2 separate regions of the Oryctolagus cuniculus genome follow, and region 2 is linked to region 1. Evidence: chromatin contacts called from public Micro-C data. All regions are on one chromosome and are shown on one strand. Each heading gives the region's core, a stretch centred on a gene start, on an enhancer-like site or on the middle of the called end of the contact. The rest is flanking DNA. Distances are from core to core; before and after follow the strand shown. Region 1 overlaps RNASE10 (ribonuclease A family member 10 (inactive)). Region 2 holds the start of TEP1 (telomerase associated protein 1).

Region 1 (4,709 bases), core at 453-2,952:
CTGCCTCTGCCTCTCTGTAACACTGCCTTTCAAAAAATAAATAAATCTTAAAAAAAGAAAAGAAATCTATCGTTGTCCTCTGACTCCTTGAGTACTCTGTCTTTAACCTTAGAAATGCATTCTTACGACTTTAGTACCCTAATTCGATTGCTTGTTCTACAGTGGCCCTTATCCACACCAGCCCACCAGAGCAGTGCCCAGTGCTGGCTTGAACAAGATCACCTCCCCTCTTCCTATCACATCAACCCTTCTGGGTCTCATTTGTCATATGATACCAACATAGATGCAATGTTTCTTTTTAAAAAAGGAAAGTACACCCAGTAATAATAGCACAGTGCCAAACTCACACAAAATCATTTATAGAATAAGGGCTATTTTGCTCTTTTTCTTGTCACTTCATAAAGGTGCTGAAAATTGCAATTTTTTGAGATTACTTTTATGCTCTGTGTGTAGGGCTGCACAATGAGTGTATAAACATATAATGCTAGGCACTAGCCTCATGGTACTGCTGGAGAGCTGACATTGTCGAACAGTGGGGCATCCCAGAGCCTCCTCAAATCCATATAAACATGTAATAGACAATTATGCTTGACTAAGCACTCATGTTTTCCTGTTTGATCTTTTTGCTTTGACTTCATGTCACCATGTTCCTCTTCCTGTAAATCGAATGTTTACCTAGTTTCTGAATCATAATTCTAATAAAGAACCAGCCCAACTGCTCCTAGAGGTATTATTTGCACAATCTGAATCACTTTCTGCAAACTAATTGGAGCCTAGTCTGCACATTTGAAGAGCAGAAAACGGTAGTCCTATGCGTAGTGTACAGGGTGAAGAGGCGTGAACATAAAAAAGCTACTATATCAAAGAATTACTGAAAATAGCAATAATTCGCCCCTTGGAGTCCCTTTCAATCCCACCAAGAATGAGTCTCCAGCAGATAACTTCATCACCTTGGGAAGGAGAAGGGATGAAGTCCAGCTCAGTTTGCTTTTCTTGGTGAGAGTGAACACATGAGGGGCTTGGGAGGAAAGTCCACATCAAGAGCCTGGTAAGCACTTGAAACTGAAGACACTACCTAGATTTAGCTACAAGCTGAGCTGGGTGGGTGTCTGTGCCCTTGGGCCAAATGGGGGGGGGGCAGGAGGGGTGAGTGTTATCCATATAAATAATTTGTTTTATAAATACATTACAAAATTAAGGGATACAAGTGAAGTATAGCAATTTATCAACAAAGATGTAGGATAATCCATAGAAAAAGAGACCTGGGGGCTGGCATTGTGGCATCGTGAGTTAAGGATCTGCCTAGACACTGGCATCCTATATGAGTGGCTGCCCCACTTCCACTCCAGCTCCCTCGTAATGCTGTTGGGAAAGCAGTGAAGATGGCCTAAGTCTTTGAATCCCTGCCATCCATGTGGGAGACCAGGATGGAGTACTAGTCTCCTGGACTTGGCTTGGTTCAGCCCAGGCCATTGTGGCCATTTGGGGAGTGAACCAGTGGATGGAAGATTCTCTCTCTCTATCTCTGTAACTCTGCCTTTCAAATAAATAAATACATCTTTTTTAAAAATGGCGAAAGTTTTGTGAATTCAGCAGAATTTGGGCTGCCATGAGTTAATTTTCTGTCCCTGGGAGGCAGGAAACCCCACAGAGGCTGTTTTTTCCTGCTTGAGCCACTAGGAGCCTGTAGAGTATTTTGTAACTTTCTTTCCGGTGATAGTCTCTATGGTCTGATAAGTCTGACTACTGGAATTTATCCAAACAGGTGACCCGGAGAGGGAGGTAGGAGACTCACTGGAACCCGTGTGGGAATCCTTAGGGAGAGAAGTGGTGGAAAACTGTGAGAGGAGGCAGCCATATATATCCACAAGTTAGAGAATGTAGGCTTTGCTCCCTGGCTAATGCTAGTCTCTTGAGGGTTGACCCTGTGACTCCTTCAGCTTTGGTTAACAAGAAGTCAGACTTGAAGCGCTTTCACATTCCATTGCCATTCCTAATGCCCTTGGTTTACCTGTCAGACAAATTCCTAATAGCACTGATTTTCTCTGCAAATCTGTTCTTTCCTCCCCTCCTCCCCTACTCCTATGCTCTCTTGCCGTGGACAATCTTGTTTCTTCAGGGAGGGGTTCTCCACCAGGAAGAGTAGAAATTTGCCTTGGTCATGTCAACACCTCCTGTCACTCCTCCACCCATGTCTAAATGTCAGAGCAGCCCACGTGTGCAGACACACTTCCTGCCTAACAGCATGGCTCCCAATAGGTCACTGCCTGGAGCGCTGAATCAGAGGTGGAAAGGCAAATACTGAATGCAGGAAGTCTGGGAGGATATGAGACAATATATTCAAGTGATTGCCCGCCAGCAAGAATAGGAAAGAAAAGGACATTATGGAATAAATGAAGGGGGAAAATGGGCAATTAAAAGTCAGCTCAAAGTAAACCAGACTCTTTCTTCCCTCCAGTCTCCCAAGCATGTGTGTCCTTGACTCTTGGGGACTTTTACGGTCTAGGAAGGTGAGGCAGAGAAAAGCCTTAGAGGGGAGGAGATCTCAAAATCAAATCCCACAGCGAATTCTGATAGCCACTTTCACAGATGTCCCCCTGCCCCATGCATGTCCAAGTACACTTTCAAAAAATAACTACAGACCCTGAATTACTTCTCTTTTCTTTTTTGCCAATATTTATTTATTTATTTTAAAGGTAGAGTGACAGAGAGAGAGAGAGAGAGAGAGAGAGAGAGAGAGAGAACTTCCATCCTCTGATTCCCTCCCTCAAAAGCCCACAACAGCTGGGGCTGGGCCAGGCCCAAACCAGGAGCCAGGAGCTCCACTTGAGGCTCCGAAGTACTTGAGCTGTCATCTGCTGCCTCCCGGGACGCCCATTCACAGGCAGCTGGATCGGAAGCAGAGACAGGACTCAAAGCCAGGCACTTCCATATAGGATGTCAGCATCCCAAGCTGTATCCTAACTGCTGAACCACATGGCAGCTCCTGCTACTCCTGGAGCTATTCGAATTTAGAGGAAACAGGGTGATGGAAGCCACCTGTACCCTCTGTTTATTCAGCCCCATGGCTTTTCCCCTCCTTGAACAGATTCAATATTTTCTCTGCTGAGATGATTCTCTCACCAACATCCTTGTTCTCCAGATAAACAGAGAGGGAAAGACGCGGAATGCAAATAGGAATTCCCCTCCAACCTACTGATTCCACATCCCGCTGAGCTTCTGATGTAGGCACGATTCTACTTTTTAGACCTAATCTGGGACTCCTCCCTCAACCCCCACCTCACTCTCCTGACCCATACTCCCTCCCGAACCCCCGCGGGAGACTCTGAATGAAGGACCAATATCTGTCTACCTGGCACGGCACAAGTGACCAGTATTGACTGAACAGATCTCTGAAAGGCTTAGAGAAAGGTCAGGCGGGGTCTCAAAAGAAAAGGAAGAGGAAGAGGAGAACCAAGGGGAGAAAGGGGTTGGGGGAAGAAACAGAGGAAAGGGGGCAGGCAGGACAGGGAAGTCAAGGAGACTGCGAGAAAAAGAAGGAACGAGAAGGTGAAGAGCGGGGGAGAAAGCTCTCTGTCCCAGCGCGTGTTCTATCTTGGTCCGCGCCCCACAGCACATTATCAGCAGACTCCCCAACCTGGGCCTTGCAGTTTTTCCAGGCTCAGAGAAAGAAAACCTGATCCACATGGTTATCCAGACGCACTCAGGCATAGAGTCAGTGTGACCGAACACACGGAGGAGAAGTGCAATTGCGCAAAGCAGAGATGTCTTCTGTGGTTGCCATGGAAGCTCAGGGTGGGCAGCAGGAAAGGCCTTGTGGACTCTTCCAGACCACACCCAAAGGCAAACTCAGGCCAGAGGGCGGGCTGATGACCAAGACTGGGTGGGACCAGGGCAGCTCTTTGTGCATCCCTTCCCCAGACAGGCAATAGGCAGGGAGAGAGACAGAGAACCTAGTGAAACCAGGCCCATCGCCCTCCTCTGCCACCTCTAATCCCTGGAAGAAAATACAAGCTGGGTGACTCTAAGGCAAAGAAGAGTTATATTTTCAGGAGAGAATGATAAGATGTAGTGCATCCTCTCTTCCCAGAACCTACTCTGCAGAATCTGTAAGAGGAGGAGAGCTACGTGAGAGAGGAATTGGAAGGGGAAGAAGGGGAGACGGCCAAGAGAGAGGAGCGATGAGCTGCTCATTGTCCGGATGCTATCTGGATCTTCTGGTCATTGCAGGTTATAAAAATGTGCTTTTCCAGAACAAAAGTGTGATAATTGCAGTGAGGGGTAAGTTGGCCTGGTTTGGATAACTTGCAGAATGTCAAATCAAAAGGCCGGGGGCTTTTGTGACATTTGCCCTTCATGAACTCACAGGCAACAGCAGGACTGCTACAGACAGCTTTGACCGTTTTTGGTTCCTCGTGGATGAAGATGTACTGTGTTATGCAGCTGCGATTGCTCTCCTTCACCTTCTCTGCCATCAGGGTGTTGCATTCCCTGTAGAGCAAGTCAAACCGCAGATACTCTTTATTGCCCCGAGAAGGGGTCCCCGCTCTGGGCACCTTGTTTCCTGCAACCTCATCTTCGCCGAGGATGCTGTCTTCTTGCCAGCCAGACTGCTCTACTTCATTGTTGCTAAGCACAGGGGTTTCTGTGGTTCGGGCGCTCTTTGCCTTCTCAATGGCCTCAGCTCTGTCCTGAAAGTCACCGGACCA
Region 2 (4,926 bases), core at 716-3,215, 100 kb after region 1:
ATGGCCCAAGTGCTTGGGTCCTGCACCCACATGGGAGACCAGGAGAAGCACCTGGCTCCTGCCTTCGGATCAGCGCAGTGCGCAGGCCGCAGTGTGCCGGCCGTAGCGGCCATTGGAGGGTGAACCAAAGGCAAAGGAAGACCTTTCTCTTTGTCTCTCTCTCTCTCACTGTCCACTCTGCCTGTCAAAAAAAAAATAATAACTCAAATAAATCTTAAAAAAGCAAAACAAAACAAGAAACCCATGGTTCTAACTTCATTTAAAATATGAACGCAAAGCATTTTATGCATAGTTTTAATGTACATTGAACTTTCTGGGAATGCAAGTATCCTGAAAATCATGGAACAATATGAACACACAGCATTTTATGCATGTGCATAAGGAATAGTCATACATTGTTTTGGTTGAAAATCTGCCAAAAGTTATTCAGTCATTTGGAAAATCTGTTAAGGTTTTTGAATCACCATTATAAAATGCCTGTATCACTCTGCGTCCATATCCATAGTTATTATACTCAGCCTGATTCTATATAGAGATATGTGCACCAAGCATCTGCATACCACATTGTGTCTTCTTGAATGTTATGACCAAGAAGTTATATATATAAACACATGACATTTAATAATAAGTCACCTTCCTCTACTACTATTCCTTTAGATCTCTTTAAGACATTTTATTAATTTTTAAAATTATGTGTGTTGAGGTAAGTTACATAATTTATGTATTGTGTTTTAGGATAATAAACAGCATAAAAATATTTGCTACTAAAAAGGGGTTTCTTAGTTTAGGTTGCCATGCAAATTACCACAGACAGTGGTTTAAACAACAAACGTTTATTTCTCAGAGTTCTGGAACCTGGAAGTCCAAGATCAGGGTGCCAGTGTGATCTGATTCTGGTGAGGGCCCTCTTTCCTGTTGCAGACTGACTTTTCATTGTGTTCTTACACGGCAGAGTGAATTAGCTTTCTGGCCTCTCCCTGTAAAACCACTGATCCCATTCATGAGGGCTCCACCCTCATGCCCTCGTTTTATCTTCCAAAGACCCCACTTACAAATACCATCACGTTGGGATTAGGGTTTCAGTATCCAGATTTTGCTGGGTACATGAATGAACACGCCATCTGCTGCAGGAAGTGTGGGGACCGTTGGGGTGGGTGATCATGGAGACGTCTAAGGAAGGAAGGTGGGGTCTGGTTCACTTAGTAGAGAAGCCAGGATGCCCCAGTTGTGAGTTGAAGCTCAGCTACCTGAGACTCAAACCTTCGTCCCTGCGGAAAGCAGTGATAGTTTCTAGAAGACGGCTAGTGAGTTTCACATGAGCGACTCATATTTCCCCTGCTACTATCTGTTCAGCTCTCTTCTTCATGACATGGTGTCACTGGCCATCGCCCTGAGCAGCCCAAAAGTCTTAGTTGTGATTTATTTCTACTCCTTGGAGACCTGAAGCACTGATTTTAACAAAGCTGTATTTCAGGTCTTCAGTCGCATTCAGGGGAGAGATGAAATCAGCAGCCACCACCCGGGGCAGATGGGTCAGCAGCTCTCCAAAGGTCACCTCTGCCTCCTTCTAACAGTAAGAGCTTCACTCCAGGGGGAGCTGGTCTTATTACTGTAATATGTGACGTTTGCTGGGGCATGTTTCTGAGCTTCCACCACACAGGTGGTGATAAGAATTCCCCCTCTTGTATGTTCCTTTCTCCCTAAAATAAGAGATAGTCATTCCCCCTTGCTCTGGAAACTACAGCTTTGGAAATGGTTCCCTGAGGTCTTTTTGTTTGCCGCAAATAAATGGCTTTGTGTGACAATGCCTTTTGGTGTGTTTCTTGATTAGACTCACCAAGAAGCACGCTCACAGTTCTGTGTGGGTAAGAAGGGAACCAGCATTATCATTCTAAGTGTCACTTGTCTGCTAAATACGGTTCCATTCTCAGGGACAGCTCCGTGTGAGCCATTCAGGATGGCTCCACACAGGTAACTGGCAGTCCACAGATCTCTCCTGTCATCCCCCGGAGACTGGAGGAGGGGAGGGACATGAGCCCAGTTCACCCTGCTTGAACTATTTGCCGTCTACACATGGTGACAGCCCATTGCTTTGGACTTTCCATTTCAAGTCTGTATTCCCGAATTAAGAATCTAGAAGCCCAAAAAAAAAAAAAAAAAAAAAAAAGAATCTAGAAGCCAATCATCTGTGGTATGTGGAAAAAAGTATCAGAGAGGCAGGGAACATCACAAATACTTTTTTTTTTTTTCCAGAAATGGTGTTTGAAGGTATAAAAGAAAGGAAAGAAACTCGCATTTGGTAGAGAGGGAACCCTAAGGCTTCTCTCAGGAGAAGTGAGGACCAGCGAGGGAAAAATGAAGCAACAGCAGCCGCAAACTCAGTTCAGGGCCCAGGAAAGGCTTCAGATGGGCGCAGCGGGCCGGGCTTCTGCCCAGCAGCGCCCCGCCTGGCCCGCGGGCTCCTCCCATTCCCGCCGGCTCCTCCTCCCGCAGCCGCCCTTCGCGCAAGCAGAGCCCGCAGCCGGGATTTTGCTTCCTGCTGCGGAGCGCCGAGACCCCCCCACGCCGGGCACCCAGCGTCTCCAGCGCCCAGTGGCTCTGGGCAGGGTGCGAGCGCAGGTAGAGCGTGCCCGGCGCCCGATGCAGAGCGCTGGGCTCTGAGGCTGAGAGCTGGGCGGTAAGCGAGGGTCTAGAAGGGCCGGAGGCTCGGGTTCGTGGCTGCAGCCGGCGTCGGGGTGCGGTGCGTGAAAGGGAAAGCGAGAGAGCAGAAGGGCGAGGGAAAGGGAGGGACAGGGCGCTGAGGGACACAGCAGGAGGAGGGAGGAAGAGAGACCAAGTGGGAACGCGTGTCGTACTTCCTTGTCCTGTGCGATCACTGCAAGGAGGGTGTGTAATGACCTCGCTCCGGGAGTGCTTCTGTACGCCGCACTGAGACCACCCCTGAAAGAGCGAGGCTGTGTTACAACAGCGAAGTCTCCAGGATACCCTGGCGCAGAATAGCGTCTACAGGATGAGCCCCTGTGTGTGAAGCAGAGGGCGTGGAGGCGTGCACTACATATATTTGTACATACATAGAAAGTGGCTGAAACTTAGGGTACCATGAGTACAAAGTGGCTGGCTCTGAAAATTCAAGCTGAGATGGGGCAGACGCTGGCTTTTCAATTGTGGTTCAGGCGAATCTCCTTTCGCAAGGGTGCAAGACATTTTTCACTTTGCTTGCTTTTCTGTCCATTTTTGTTTTCGCGTTTCGTTTCTTTGCTCCCTTTTTGTTAAGTCTTGGGTTGATTCTGAGATTCCCCACGCCTTTCCTTGGGGCCTTACACAGACCCAGTGAGTCATGAGGAAGCAGCACAGGACTCTGCGCTCACCATGCTTGATGTGTCTGTCCACGCTGATGTCCAGGGCGATATCACTGCCCTTTCTGGTCCTGGAGGCTTAGTCCCTTCAAGTCTTGGAAGCGGTCTGCATTCCTGTCTGTGTGCTCATTCACGCTAAGGTTGAAGTGGGTGACTTTACAGTATTACTCCCAAAATATTTAAATGGGAGTGAGAGAGAAGCCTTTGTTCACATAAATAGGCAAATAACATTCCTAATAGTATAAGTCAAGCATTCTTTCACACAAAGGTTCTGACTTTGCAGTGTATGGAGATCCTGGGAGACCCATGAATGTGCTTTGTGGACTCCTTGAAAACTGAGTACAAGACAGTATATGCTCAAGTTTTTTTTTTTTTTTTTTTCTGTGAAAAAGCTTCATAGCTTTTAGTAGGTTCTCAAAAGCTTCTGAGGAGTGGAGCTGTGGCGCAGCCGATAAAAAGCCGCTGCCTGCCGTGCCAGCATCCTATATTGGCACCAGTTCGACTCCCAGCTGCTCCACTTCCCATCCAGTTCTCTGCGCTATGGCCTGGGAAAGCAGTGGAAGTGGTCCAAGTCCTTGGGCTTCTGAACCCTCAAGGGAGACCTGGAAAAAGCTCCAGACTCCTGGCTTCAGATTGGCTCAGCTCTGGCCGTTGTGGCCATCTGGGGAGTGAACCAGCAGATGGAAGACCTCTCTCTCTCTCTCTCTCTCTGCCTCTGCCTTTCTGTAACTCTGTCTTTCAAATAAATAAATATATCTTTTAAAAAAAAGTTTCTGAGCCACACTGACTAGGAAGTGTAGAAACAAAAGTGAACAGACTAAAAAGATGTCTGTCCTCAGGAATTTATCATCTAGTGGGACAAAAGACAAACAGGTATCTATGTTGGGGGAAGTGCCATGTTTGAGAATACCCAGGGAGCCACCTTAGCCAGACTGGGAGCTGTGTGTCAGCAGAGTTTCCTTGGAGGAATAGATTATTAACTCAAGCCCTTAAGAAGGAGAAGAAAGCAGTTTGATCTGGAAAAGGAGGAGCCCAGGGACCTGGGCCATCCTCTGCTGGTTTCCCAGGCACATTAGCAGGGAGCTGGATCAGAAGTGGAGCAGCCACTTGAGTGCCAGGACTCGAACCGGTACCCATATGGGATGCTGGCTCTTCAACTGGAGGCTTTACTGCTTTGTCACAGTGCTGGCCCCTATTTGTTTATTTTTATTTATTTATTTATTTATTTTTATTTGACAGAGTTAGACAGTGAGAGAGAGAGACAGAGAGAAAGGTCTTCCTTCTGTTGGTTCACTCCCCAAGTGGCCTCTACAGCCAGCGCCGTGCCGATCCAAAGCCAGGAGCCAGGTGCTTCTTCCTGGTCTCCCATGGGGTGCAGGGCCCAAGCACTTGGGCCATCCTCCACTGCACTCCCAGGCCACAGCAGAGAGCTGGCCTGGAAGAGGAACAACCAGTGCCCATATGGGATGTCAGCGCTGCAGGTGGAGGACTAGCCAAGTGAGCCATAACACCGGCCCCTATTTGTTTATTTTTAAAGATTGATTTATTTGAAAGGGAGAGTTACAGAGAG

What was found. A called contact is a pair of places that touch in the nucleus more often than the background predicts.
Region 2: a Micro-C map of ear pinna shows a contact between it and region 1, with 2.4 times the contacts expected there. The contact joins the promoter of TEP1 here to the enhancer-like site in region 1. A contact is called at or near these places in 2 of 6 Hi-C or Micro-C datasets (ear pinna and an unstated tissue).

What each region holds. Positions count from the first base shown.
Region 1 is chr12:54,235,444-54,240,152 of mOryCun1.1, forward strand. RNASE10 (ribonuclease A family member 10 (inactive)) reads right to left here. Exons shown (of 3, transcript XM_070053946.1): 3 at 2,659-4,709. The coding sequence ends at 4,191. Among named protein-coding and RNA genes, the nearest start is that of RNASE10, 16 kb to the right of the region's middle. Within about 2 kb of position 1,703, at least 4 of the 8 cell types and tissues checked have an H3K27ac peak or open chromatin away from gene starts, as enhancers often do.
Region 2 is chr12:54,338,978-54,343,903 of mOryCun1.1, forward strand. TEP1 (telomerase associated protein 1) reads left to right here and starts at 1,966. Exons shown (of 55, transcript XR_011380826.1): 1 at 1,966-2,619.